Regions from separate parts of the Sus scrofa genome. Here all the other regions are linked to region 1. Evidence: chromatin contacts called from public HiChIP or PLAC-seq data. All regions are on one chromosome and are shown on one strand. Each heading gives the region's core, a stretch centred on a gene start, on an enhancer-like site or on the middle of the called end of the contact. The rest is flanking DNA. Distances are from core to core; before and after follow the strand shown.

Evidence for each region. HiChIP or PLAC-seq counts read pairs in DNA pulled down with a chosen protein or histone mark.
Region 2: an H3K27ac HiChIP or PLAC-seq map of alveolar macrophages shows a contact between it and region 1. The contact joins the enhancer-like site here to the promoter of ACBD6 in region 1. A contact is called at or near these places in 12 of 47 Hi-C or Micro-C datasets (alveolar macrophages, embryonic fibroblasts, fetal heart ventricle and 8 more) and 2 of 2 datasets of contacts at active chromatin or transcription factors (alveolar macrophages and skeletal muscle).
Region 3: an H3K27ac HiChIP or PLAC-seq map of alveolar macrophages shows a contact between it and region 1. The contact joins the promoter of LOC102160814 here to the promoter of ACBD6 in region 1.

The regions. Positions count from the first base shown.
Region 1 is chr9:122,113,712-122,118,235 of Sscrofa11.1, reverse strand. It overlaps ACBD6 (acyl-CoA-binding domain-containing protein 6), which reads left to right and starts at 2,205. Exons shown (of 8, transcript XM_003130348.5): 1 at 2,205-2,984. The coding sequence starts at 2,763.
Region 2 is chr9:122,700,182-122,704,705 of Sscrofa11.1, reverse strand. All of the region lies in intron 1 of LOC102161394 (a long non-coding RNA gene), which reads right to left. Among named protein-coding and RNA genes, the nearest start is that of IER5, 69 kb to the right of the region's middle. Within about 2 kb of position 2,560, at least 12 of the 83 cell types and tissues checked have an H3K27ac peak or open chromatin away from gene starts, as enhancers often do. A contact at or near this core is called in alveolar macrophages, retroperitoneal adipose tissue and skeletal muscle, where this site is marked.
Region 3 is chr9:122,647,326-122,651,849 of Sscrofa11.1, reverse strand. LOC102160814 reads right to left here and starts at 2,560. Exons shown (of 5, transcript XM_021063969.1): 1 at 2,501-2,560; 2 at 1,072-1,545; 3 at 22-316. The coding sequence starts at 2,560. The coding sequence ends at 176.

The sequences.
Region 1 (4,524 bases), core at 956-3,455:
ATATTTCACAAAAACATTCCCATCTTCTTTTTGCTCTTCTCCTGTGAAACTACTTACAAAGATCTAGAGCCTTTGGTGAGTGCAAACACTGGGAAATGCTGGCAAAAATAGCTGGGTACTATTCTAATAGCGTAACATTCAGGCCTTTCAGTAAAGTTAACAACACTTCTCAGAATCACTTAAAGAAATGACCAGTTTAAGAACTTACTCTGCTTCTAAAACTTATTTCTTAGAACATCACTCATAGAATTTGTACGAAGTATCCTATGCATATAATCTTATTAACATTTTACTTGCACTGTTTTCAGTGGGGGAGGGGGAGATGAACCTGCGTATAAAATGACAGCTCTACAAGCAAGACTGATTAGAATTTCATGAGATTTTCTCCTGTCTGCTCCTTTCAGGCTCATTTTGGGCTCTAGGTGTTAGCATTTCTTGCTATTGTTTTTGGCTTGTTAGTTTAATTAGGAACTTCTCTATGTTGATTGTTAAACTTTCATCCTGATTGCTTAAGCTTTTATTCTAGTCACATTTTCTCCTGGCTTCCTGATTTCTCAGCTGATTTTCCTTGAGATTCAGAAAAACATACCCATTCCCAATAACTGCTCAAATAGAAACACCCATTGGAAAAACTCTATTCGCTCAAAGTCACCAGATCCTGATTGTTTGGGGCTTCAAACAGAATCTTCAAGAAATCACAGGTTCTCAGGTGTCAGTGATCTTGAGGCAAAGCCCTCCAGGAAGCCCCTATAGTTACCACATTGTGTTTATTTCCATGAGGAAGAACATAAAGTGGAGAACTATGGGTTGTTTCAGTGATCGACCTATGACAGGATTTGTGCTTTGACTGGTAACTAGTGGGGCAGTCTAAGAAACTGGGGGTATGTTCACGATTGGACACTGTCAGGAAGCTGGGACAATTCTATGACTGGGTATCTCAATCAGTCTTATCTATATAGCAGAAAGACTCGCATGAGAACAAACCTGTACTCTGTAAATATGCAAGAGTCACTTATTTTGGCTCAGAGAAAGTGTGTTTGATATTTTGAGTGATCCTGGTTTTGTCTGTGATTAAACAAACTTCTGAAGTGCTTTGCTTTGTCTTTATTTGATCATGGTTTCAGATGCCCTTGACTGAGGTTGGTATTCATGAGGTGATTTCCACCTAATAGGAGGATGATATGGTTTAGCTGTGAGTTCTAGATCAGCTTCTGAATGTCAAGGGCTCTTTTTTTTTTTTCTTTCTTAAATTTTCATTCATATATACTGGATATATAGAAAAGTACATATATTTTAAGTGAATCCACTTGTGTAACCAGCATTTGGTTCAAGAAAGAGAACGCTGTCAACATCCAGAAGCTCCCCTTATGCACCCCAGACCATTCACTGTCCTGATTTCTGACATCATAGGTCCGTTTTGCTTGGTTTTGAGCTTTGAAGCAAAGGAAACACAAAGGATGAGCTTTTGATGGCTTACTGAGCTCTGCTGTTATGAGATTCATTCATGTGCTGAAAACCACGCTTCTACAGAGCCGTACCTCAGAGCTACTGAGAGGCTGACTCCTCGACTTTGGTCCTCGGTTTGGCTCAAACAAAACATTCTTCTATTATTTTCTTTTGGGGCTGCCACAAGGCAGGTGGAGGTTCTCCAGCCGGGGATCAAACCCAAGCCATAGCAGTGACCACGTGGGGTCCTTTACCCGCTGAGCCACCTGGGAAACCCTATTCTTACTATAGATCATTATTTCTGTTAACATTATTATAATCATATTGTAGTTTTTGCAGGTTTCTAACATAGGGCAGAACTAAGCGTATTTCTGGTTTCACTGTCAGTGACTGCCACAGCACAGCGGCAAAGACTGAGCTGGGAACAAGCAAATCAGGCTAAGGGCCACGGGGGTGGGGTCCCATGAGCTCTGCCAGGTGTGGGTTCTGCAAGTCGTGCAAAGCAACACATGAAGAGATTTGACCAATCTCACAGTTTGGGTGCTGAAGGTCCCATCTCCCATATTTTCATTCACTCTACAAGTTAGAACCAATCCCTCCAGCAAGAGAATGCCGACATTCGACGTCCGCTTTGGGACACTGAGGCTACACAATCTGGGGAGGCGGGCGCAGGCGGAACCTTCGTGCTCAGCTCCAAGTTTCCCACGACTCCGCTCCTATCGCTACACTACCAAATAGACGGCCTCCTTCCCCACCCGCCGATGGCCTAGCCCGAGAATGGGTTCCGGTATTTTCAGCAAAACGATTAACGGACATCTGAACGACTCAGGGCACTTTCTCCAAGCAGCGTTTCCCTAGCTCACCGCAAGAGTCCCTTAATTTACTGGAGGGTGCCCAACCCAGAGCTACCCACGTTTCCCTCTCCCAGCGTGTAACAGGGGGCCGGCCGTAGCCCTGGGCGCGTGCTCGGCACTCACGTCGCCCCGCCCCCGCCCCGCCCCCTACCGGCCCCCGTCCCGCCCTCTTTCCGGGACCTCGAGGCCTGTGGCCAGCGGACCCCCAGCGCTGCTGGAGAGACCCCGGATGAGTCCGAGGTCCTGGGTAGCTAGGAGAGGCCGGAGGAGACCTGGGCCGCAGGGGTTAGCCGCAGAGGGTGGCGGAGCCAGCCCTGCACGCGCCGGGCGGAAAAAGGGAGGGAGATAGAGTTAAGGGAGGGAGCGCGGAGTAAGTGAGCTTGGGTCCGACTCAGGGAGGGGACTGGTGGGCCAGGCCCCCAAGACGGCGTTACACCCGGTCTGAAGAAGACAGGCGGACACATGGCCTCGCCATTCCTGCCTTCGGGGGCTACCACGGGCGACAGCGGCGGAGAGCTGAGCTCGGGGGACGACTCCGGGGATGCGGAATCCCTCCAGAGCCCCGAGACCGAGGCGTCCAGGAGCCTGACCGAGCTGTTTGAGAAGGCGGCCGCGCACCTCCAAGGCCTGGTTCAGGTGGCCAGCAGGGAGCAGCTCTTGTACCTGTATGCCAGGTACAAGCAGGTAAAGTCACGAGGAAGGGGTGGATGCGGGTGAACGACCAAAGGCCTCTCTTTTCTCCAAAATCTAATGGTAAATGAGCTTGGTTAATGGCCAGGTGTAGTGAAGTTTTGTGTGTATGTTCTGTTTTTTAATCATCTGCTAAGGATTTGCATCATTCAACAAGCTTGGTTAATGGCCAGGTGTAATGAAGTTTATGTGGGTGCTTTGTTTTTTAATTATCTGTTAAGGATTTGCATCATTCTGGACATGGAAAGGACCTGTCTGCTATCTGAGAAGTGATATTTAGCTGGCTACTGAATGACAGTTTTTCTGTGTCTTCTCTGACTTGCCCAGTGACCTTGCACTTAAGCTTTCACCAGCTTCAGAACCTTTACAAAAATGGGCAAAACACTTGGGGTTTTATGCCTGTGGGGAATGCGGAGAAGCAAAAGCATCATGATACTTGCCATCAAGAGACTTTACAAAGTTAATTGAGGAGTCTAGATTTAAACGGGTGAAAAATTGCTGACTAGAGTTAAATAACAGTTTAGGAAAACTCTAGCTCTTTGGAACACTGGAAGTGATGAAGCTCTGGAGGATAGCCCATTTTCTTTTATAAAAATTTTTTTTGCCTCTTGGTATCTGTTTCCCCTGGGTTTGTTTTGTTTTTGTTTTTTTCTTTTTAGGTCTGCACCCAAGGCATGTGGAGGTTCCCAGGCTAGGGGGCAAATCGGAGCTACAGCTGTTGGCCTACACCACAGACACAACCAACATGGGATCTGAGCCTTGTCTGTGACCTGCACCACAGCTCACAGCAACACCGGATCCTTAACCCAGTGAGCTAGGCCAGGAATCGAACCCTCATCCTCATGGATACTGGTTGGGTTCGTAACCCATTGAGCCACAAGGGGAACTCCCTCCTCTGTATTCTTTAAAAAAAAAACAAAAAAAACAAAAAAAAAGAAAGCTGTGGGCTCCCTCTGTTTTCTTAAACTGAATATAATAGGGTAGATATGAACCTTCTTTTGAAGGTCAATGAGTATCAGTTGTAAAGTGACCTGAGGGATGCAGCTCTAGGAACAAATGGTATAAATTAGAGTGTTGAGTGAAAATTGCCCCTAAATTGGCCTCAGAATTTGTCTTCTTGCAAAAGTTCTGGATATCTTTTGTGGGGGTGGGGTGGGGAGGTTTAATCCTGTCCTTATAACAATGAAATGAGACTTTTAATTATTTAACAAGAATTGATTGTGCATTGTGTTTGGACCAGTAATGTGGCTGACTGATGATTCTCTGGGCATTGTAAGACTCATTTCCTCCAAATTTCATAGAAAGGTTTTTATATCTTTATGTTTTCTGTTCAGAATAGCACTCTATTTTGTCAGTAGGAAGTTGATAAAAATAAGCTGAGCTGTGAACCTTGTTTTCTCCTGCAGGGCCCTAAATGTACCTAACATAATAGCTCTTTTAGTCTTAGATAAGTGTATGGCTCCACAGTCATCTTTCAGTGAAGTTTCAAAAAGATCACACCAATTAACAGGGTTTTTTTGGTCCTCCGTGTATT
Region 2 (4,524 bases), core at 1,311-3,810, 590 kb before region 1:
TTAAGTGCTTACATTTCTCAGATATTGTTTTAGGTACTGAGGGTATAATAATAAACAAAAAAAAATGACTACCTGCATAGAACTTACATTCTAGTGAAAGAGACAGGTAATTTTTCAAAATTGTACAATATGCCAAGCAGTAACAAGTGCTATGAAGAAATGTTTAAGATGCTCAAAGATCCTATATATAAACATACAAAACCATATATTTAAAACCTAAGTTATTAAAACAACAAACAGGCAAAATTTTAAAAAGCAACTTAGGAAAAAGAACCAATAAAGCAAAAAATACAGGCATTGAAATATGTAAACTCAGTCGTAGGGGATAAATGCTATGAAGTCATAGTGGAAGAGATTAATTAGAAGGCAGTACTGAAAAAATCACCCATGAAACAGCACAAAGAGGGAAAATGTATTTTTTAAAATATGAAAGAGCAGGTAAGTGGCACAGAAGGTAGACTAACAGGCATCAACATATAGCTAACAGGGATTCCAGAAGAAAGGAAAAAAGGAATAAGAGAGAAATGATGCCCAAAGAGATACCATCTGAAGTTTTCCACTATTAAAGTTAGAATTCTCCAGGAACTCTAAGTATGGATATGCAGAAACTTGTATTTTCACTATGATGTGTCGAGGTGCCCACATGTCACAGTGATGTAAGGACATGTAAGGATGAAGAAAACACATCATAACCAAGAAAATACTACTACCTACAAAAAAAGAAAAAAAAAAACAAAACTGCTAGCAACATTGTCAGCAATAGATGCCAGAAGACATGATAGAATTTCCGGCAAAGTCCTGAAAATTACTAATCAACACAGAACTCTGCTCAGCTAAACTACTGTTCATTCAAGAGAAGACAGATATAGATATAGATACACATTTCCAAGCACAAATGCTTCAAAGAAATTATAGCCCATGGGCCCAGGCAAAATAATTACTAAAGAATGATATCACAATGAAAATCACAAAACCTAAGAACCAAACAGCAAAAGCACAACATATCTGAACAATAATGTCAATAATGGTTTTGATATGTTGTTTTCAGCAATGAGCTGGGAATTATGTTAGGCATTTTCCAAGTAGTACCTCTTCCGGCCCTCAAAGTCAGGTTATGAACTAGACCTTGTTAACTCCTCTGTGAGGGTGAGAAAACTTTCTGGTAGCATAAGATAATCAAGCTGCTAGGGACTGAAGGCTTGTGTGCCCCCACAGTTCACATGGTAAAGTGCTAATCCCCAATATGATGGTATTAGACATGGACTCTTCAAGGGATAATTAGATTTTGATGAAGTTATGAGGGTGGGGTCCCCATGATGGGGTTAGTGCCTTTCTAAGAAGAGAAAGAGACGCCAGAGCTTCCTCTGTCTGCCACGTGAGGATACAGGAGAAGGTGAGCATCTGCAAAGCTCTCACCAGAACCCCACCGTGCTGGCACCCCAATCTAGGACTTCCCAGCCTCCAGACCCATGAGAAGTTTGTTGTTTAATACACCCAGACTTAGCAGCCCGAGCCAACTAAGACACATGCATAATAGTCTGATCTACATATAGACAGGGAGCCAGCGAAGCAAAGAGAGAGGTGCAGGTGGAGTTTTCTAACCCTTGAGAACAAGGACAGGGGCCTGTGCCAGGTACAAGCAGCTGTCCAACAGTGAGAAGACAGATGACAATCTCTAACTCAGAAGCATTTCATGCTGGTGGTTACCCTTTGCCCTACTCACCTTTCCCCTAAACCTTGAAGCACCACACTATCAGCACACCTGCCCAGCTCTTGGCCAGATCGGGTTACAAGCTGTAAATAAAGAGGCATTTACGGGACAGCATGTGGTCTGAGGTTCCCAAGCCTGGCTGTACCCAGGAAGCTCTGGGGGAGCTTTCCAGCACACAATGCCCACTCCCAGTCATAGTCATATTTGGCTGATCCCACAGCTACCTAGGCAATAGGATTTTTTAAAGCTCCTGGGCAAATACTGTTGTTCAATCACAGCTGAGAATCACTGGCCTAGAACAGGCCTGAGATGAAGGAAAACGCTCTTTCTGCCCCAACGGGCTGAGTCTGGGGACAGGGGCCTGAGAGGCCCTCTCCCAGGGGCCACTTTTCAGAGGCCACTTTTCTCCCAGGGGCCAAATTTCAGAGGCCACTTTTTTTGTTTTGTTTTGTTTTTGCTTTTCTAGGGCCGCACCGTGGTATATGGAGGTTCCCAGGGAAGGAGGCTAATCAGAGCTACAGCTGCCGGCCTACGCCAGAGCCACAGCAACGTCGGATCCAAGCCTCTGTGACCTACACCACAGCTCACGGAAACGCTGGATCCTTAACCCACTGAGCAAGGCCAGGGATCGAACCCACAATCTCATGGTTCTTGGTTGGATTTGGGTTTTTTTGGTTTCTTTTTTTCAGAGGCCACCGTTTTGACAGCTTTGGGAACTGGTTCCCCTTTCCCTGAAGGAAATGTGTAGCTCTTCTCTGAAATCAGAAAAGAGGAAGCATAGTGTGCTTGTCAGCAAAAGTAACAACTCTCCCCAAGGGGAGATGGGGAGATTTCTCTTCCCTTAACGTGGACAAAATCACAGGCCAGCAGCCTAGAATCAAGGTCAGGGTGAGGGGGCAGTTCAGTTCCTCACACGCACAGCCTCACATGGAAATGGCCCAGACAACATAAGTTCTGTTAAAACCTACCCCCTTGAGTGTGGAAACAAGGGAACCCTCCCACACTGTCGGTGGGAATGTAAACTGGTGAGGCTAGCAGGGAAAACAGTGTGGAGGTTGCTCAAAAAACTAAAACTAGGAGTTCCCATCATGGCTCGGTGGTTAACAAATCCGACTTGGAACAATGAGGTTGTGGGTTCGATCCCTGGCCTTGCTCAGTGGGTTAAGGATCCAGTGTTGCTGTGAGCTGTGGTGTGCGTTGCAGACACAGCTCGGATCCCGAGTTGCTGTGGCTGTGGAATAGGCTGGCAGCTACAGCTCCAATTAGACCCCTAGCCTGGGAACCTCCATATGCCACAGGAGCGGCCCTAGAAAAGGTAAAAAGACAAAAAAAAAAAAAAAAAACACAAAAAACTAAAACTAGAGTTGCTATATGATCTAGCAATCCCATTTCTGGGCATATACCCAGACAAAACTATAAGTCACAAAGATACATAAACCCCAGTGTTCAGAGCAGCACTACTTACCACAGCCAAGACATGGAAACAACCTAAAGGTCCATCAACAGATGAATGGATGAAAAAGATGTGGTGCATATATTCAATGGACTATTACCAGCCGTAAGAAAGAATGAAATAATGCTATTTGCAGCAACATGGATGGACTGAGAGATTATCAAACAAAGTAAGTCAGTAAGAGAAAGACAAATATCATATCATATTACTTCTATGGAGAATCTAAAATATGACATAAATAAACCTATATACGAAAAAGAAACAGACTCACAGAGAACAGACTTGTGGTTGCCGAAGAAGGGGGTGGAAGAGGGAAGGCTTAGGAGTTTAGGATTAGCAGGTACAAACTATTTTTTTTTTCTTTGCCTTTTCTAGGGCCGCTCCTGCGGCATATGGAGGTTCCCAGGCTAGGGGTCTAATTGGAGCTGTAGCCGCTGGCCTACACCAGAGCCACAGCAACGGGGGATCCGAGGCACATCTGCGACCTACACCACAGCTCACAGCAATGCTGGATCCTTAACCCACTGAGCAAGGCCAGAGATTGAACCCTCATCCTCATGGATCCTAGTTGGGTTCATTAACCACTGAGCCACAACAGGAACTCCGGTGCAAACTATTACATTCAGGACAGATAAACAGCAAGGTCCTACTCTACCGCACAGGGAACCATATTCTATTACCTGTGATAAACCATAATGGAAAGAATACGAAAAAGAACATTATATATATATATATATATATATATATATATATATATGTATGTATGTAACTGAGTCACCTTGCTGTATAATAGAAATTAACACAACACTGTAAATCAACTATACTTCAACACCCAAACAAAGCCTATCCCCTCGGATCTAGACAGCACTTCTCCCCCTCCTCTCTGTCTCAAGACCACACCCCCCATGATCTCTGCATCCTGATCCAGCTCCACTCTCCCACATCCTCCCAACTCCTGCCTCTTCACTACAGCCCCAGCCCAGCACCCCAGGCCTCTGACCAGCCTCACCCTGTGGCCCCCTGCCAGCTCGGGCTCCTGGTTACTCCGCCCCTTGGCCACTACCCAGGATGAGTAATGCCTGAGTTTGCAGCAGGCTCTGCATGAACCGCCTGCCCAGGTGGCTCCCCACCTCAGACCTCCTCGCAGGAGGGGGAATCATCTGCCTAAGCCACATGGACAAAGTGACTGAGCATCTCCCTGTGCTCCAACTCCAGGGAGCCAACTGCATAAGCTTCCTCCTCCTCCTCCTCGGGAACTGCAAGCTCTCCTGCAGCTTTGCCCTCCCCTTCCCTCCCCATCACCTCTGGTTCCTGGCCTGGGACTCCCCACCCCACTCAAGCTCGCCCTCCCCTCCTCGCA
Region 3 (4,524 bases), core at 1,311-3,810, 530 kb before region 1:
GAGAGGCAGATGCTGTGTAACCTGAAGCACAGAGTGGACAAGCAGAGATGACGTCAGCGATGTTTCCTCTGCGGGGGGCATGTCAAGGGTCTTTGGCCACTTCCCAGAAGTTTCCTTTACTCAAGCTTAACCATCCAAGAAACAGGTAATGGTGGCAGCGGAAGCAGACCTCCTCTTACACTCCCACCACCGCGCCACCGACGGTAGCCAAAGGATGCGGTGTCTCGGTGGAAGAAAAAAGGGTGATGTGAACGAAATACAAAGGGGACTCGATCCAGGTAGCCATTGGCGACTTCCCCTCTGCTATCGCAGTCTCCTGAGAGAAAAAGGCAGAGATGTTAAGGGGGTTTCGGGAAGTCTTGAAAAGGCTGAGGACAGAAAGTAGGTTGTGTTAGGTAGGGGAGCCAGCGGACAATACAAAAGGTAGGGCAGAGCAGTCGCCCTCACAACAAAAGCATTAAGCTGGCAAAGGAGATGACAGAGTGGGGGAGGGGCAAGGTCAAACGGAGTCGGTTTTGAAGGCAAATCTCTGGAGTGAAGGCCAAGCTTAAGGTGGCAAGCACAAAACAGAAGGCGCTCCAGGAGACAGCTGTGAGGGCTGGGTCGAGCGAGATGAAGACGAGAGTATGAAATCAAAGGGTCGGTCGAGCGAAGGAGGGCGCCAGGGAAACGCGGCCGGGAGGGCCCCGCTTTGTCTGGCGAGGGCGGCGGATGGGGCAGCACGTGCAGCCGGGAGCACCCGGGGCCGCCGGGCTCCCAGCCCAAGAGCGCCCGGGAGGAGGCCTGACGCGCTGGGGGCGGGCCCTCCGATTACCCGGGCCTCTTGCCCACGGGCCCCGCGCTACAAAAGGGGCGCATTGTCAAGTCCCAGGCTGCAGCAGATTGCCGCTGTCCTGCAATACCCTCGCACCCTGGCACCGCGCCACTGGCACCACCCGGGGGTTGGAAATAGCTGCGCGGTTCCCATGGAGACTAGCTGTGACTCCAGCCCCGCCCCGCCCCGCCCGCGGCGCAGGTCCGCGGGCGGGTGCCAAGGCTGCCTCCCTCCCACCTGGGCGCCCCTCTGGTAACCTTGGCAACGGCGGCCGCTGCGCGCGGTGGGGAGGTGGGGGCGACTCCCAGCGCTGCCGGGCGGGGCCGGTCTCTAGTCTGCGGCGCGCTCCGCCCAGACCCCAGCGCCGGCCTCAGTCCCAGGCCCCGACCCGCCCCATTGCGGCCCGGCCAGCTCTCGGGCGGGGCCACCAACGGGCCCGGCAGCAGGCGCCAGGGGAGCTGGCGCAGGAAGCTTGCCCTCCCCGTCGCCGGACCGCCCGGAAAGGCGGGAGCAGGGGAGGAAGCTCCGCGGCGGTGGAGGCTGCAGGAGCGCCGCGCTGGCCGTGTTGTCTCCTCAGAGCCTCCCCCGGCCGCGCCTGACCTCCGGCCCCTCAAAATCCTCCCCAGGTCTCCCCACCCAGCCCTTTCTCTGGGGATGGGAGGAGACCTTGGCGGAGAGTCCCGGGCCTGCGCAGTCAGGTGCAAGGGGTGCCTAGAAAATAAAGCCTTCTCCTACCCGAGGGTCGGGGGTGGGGTGGGGGTGGGGTGGGGAGGGGTGGGGTGGGAGTGGGGCAAGAAACCCGAAAGTGTGGGCTGGAGGGGGAATCGCCCTCCTGCTACTGAGTCTTGTGTTCTGGAAGCCCCTCCCCAAGTTCACTGCACTCTGAAAAGTCCCTGTTGCTCCTTGATGAGATTGCAGACCCCACTCCTAGGAAGATTTCCATCGTGCGTGACCTCGCCCGTTTTGTTTGTTGGCGAGGTGTGCAAGGAGTATTGCAGATACCCAAAAGAGTGTCTCCAGCTTCCAGGGTGATTGGGACAGAATTGAAGACTTTGGGAGTTCCCTGGTGGCTCAGTGAATTAAGGATCCGGCGTTGTCATCTGCTGTGACACAGATCGGATCGCTCTCTGGCCTTAAAGAATTGAGAATGGAGACTTTGATCCACCAAATAGGGGAAGGAAGAAGTGGAGGAAGGAATGGGGCAGACCAGACAGTTCCATTTACACCATCCCTCTTCAGAGGCAGCGTCTACCCCCCCACTTTGGGAAGGTGGGCTAGGGCAGCGCAGAGCCCCTGGAATTTAGTTCAACGCAGAAAAGGTTTTGAATTAAATTAATGTTTAGTGAAGGAATATGATTAAAACTAGACAGTGCCTTCAGTTGTCCTGGGTGGCCAGGGCATCTCCAGGAAATACACAAAGTATTCAGGTCCTTTGAAATTTGGTCCCAAATCAAAAGACCATAATAAAATAATAACCTGCTTTTGTAAAGGCCTTTCCTCTAAGAATGTTGGCTCATTCCACATATATTTCCCACTTCAAATTCCATAAAATTGCAGAGCAGAAGAAAGGAGTTATATGGGGCAAATGAGTTTCACTTATCCATGATTAGAGTGGAGGAGCATCAAGAGTTCCCTTCCTAGTTCTTAGAACCCTGTGTTTTCTTTGAAGTAGTATGGTGGACTTACCTTGGTATGGTCAAGAGTTTGGGGATGTGCAACCAGAGGGCGTGAGACTTGCTGGGCCATTTAGGCCTAAGTTTCCTCATCTGAGAAATGATTATTGTGAAAATGAGGTAATGTATGAACTATTCCTCATAAGCTGTAGGATTTGGCACACACATGCTTTATTTAGTTCCTGGGACATCTATTAGCTGATACACAAGTCATTATTCATAGACTCTAGCTGCAAAATGCTTTCCCAAGAGTTTATTGGTTATTTCTCCAGATGTCATAGTTTGATACAGACAACCTTTTCCAAGTGTCCTCTGAATGGGAGAAGAAATTCAGTTGTTTTTTCAGAGCCACTCCTGTATCCTTGGTTCAGTTTCACATTAAAATACCAGATGACTTCCTTTTTACTTCTTAGCCTATAGGACAGCTTCAACCACTACACACTCCAAGTCTAGGCACCAGAAACCCAAGCCCAGAAGAGCTGCCCCAGTAAGAGACAGGGAGTTATAAAAGAATAAATGTTAACACAGGACCAGAGAAGACAATCTGACAACCCAGAGAATAAGACAGAAGGTGCTTGGACTCAGGAGGGTGCCAGATCTGCAAGTTGGAGGGCATGGAGGCAGGTCTGAAGGGCTCTATGTGCTGCTGAATAGCCTTTAATATTACTGTAGAGTGAATTGTCCATCTCCCCCCCCCAAACCACCAGCACATTCATATGTTGAAGCTCTAATTCCCAATGTGACTACATCTGGAGGTACCGTCTTTAGGATGTAATTAAAATTGAGTTCATAGGCATTGTGGCCTTATATGAGGGGAAAGAGAATCTCTCCACTACCACCACCAGGTGTGCGTACAATGAGAAGGCAGTCATTTGCAAGTCCTCACTAGAACCCAACTATGCTGGCACGCTGATCTCCATGCTCCAACACTATGAGAAAATAAATTCCTGTTGTTTAAGTCACCCCGTCTGTGGCATTTTGTTATGGCAGCCCGAGCAGACTAAGACAAATATGTCTTGCTTGGAGCTGAACACCCTTCCTACCACCTCCACCACCTGGCGTTTGGTTCAGCACTTCCACAGTTGTCTCATTTTTAATTCACTGTGTGAGTTGGAATTGGCAGGATTTATTTTTAAATGAAGAAGCTAAAACTCAGGATGATGTGACTTGCTGAGAGTCAGATAGTGAATGGGCCAAACCAACGCTTGAGTCTCCCCAGACAACATCTAGTCAACTAAGGCTATGCACTTACCATGTGCTGGGTTCTGATCTAGATTAAGGCACTAGAAAGATGAATGGGGTTTAGAGTTGAGGAGGGCACAGTCTGGTCAGGAAGAGAAATATGTGAATGAATAATTTCAGCAAGGAGAAGTATCTACCAGGATAACAGGCCCAGCAGGTCTGTGGGAAAAGCGTTCCAGGCAGAGGAATCCTCGGAAAAGATGGCTTTTGGGGGGGGGGGACCCATCAGTACTGCTGAGAGCAGAGCATGGTGGAGGGAAGGAAGGGGTAGAGACGCTCCACATGCCTTTGGAGATACATCTCCTTCTCCTCCTGCCCAAAGACTCCCAATTGCCTCCCCAGGGTCCTGGCCAAAGGGGAGAACTGAACTTGAACAGAGATCAAGGCAGTCCTTAAGGGACCTAATATCTCTAAGCAGAAGCAACAATAAACTCTTCAATGAGGTTCATATTGACAGTCTATAGTGAAATAGCTTTGATCCTTTGAGCTGGGGTCTCCTAAGGGTTAGTTGATTACAGCCCTAATCATTTGCGAATAAGCAATAATGTGCTTTAATGAGGAGACGGTATGAATTGCATACCCATGGCTTTTACTAGCAAGGTGTCAATGTTTATACCCAGCTGCTCGTTTCCAGAGGCAGGAAGCTTTATTAGTACGGGATCATCCCTCACAACAGAAATGCAGCAAAGGACCTTGGTTAATGAAGGGACTAACACCTATCTGTTCCACTTGGGAAGCATTCGTCCAAGTTCTTACTAGTTACAGTCTGATACGAGGATTCACTTATCTTCTGCT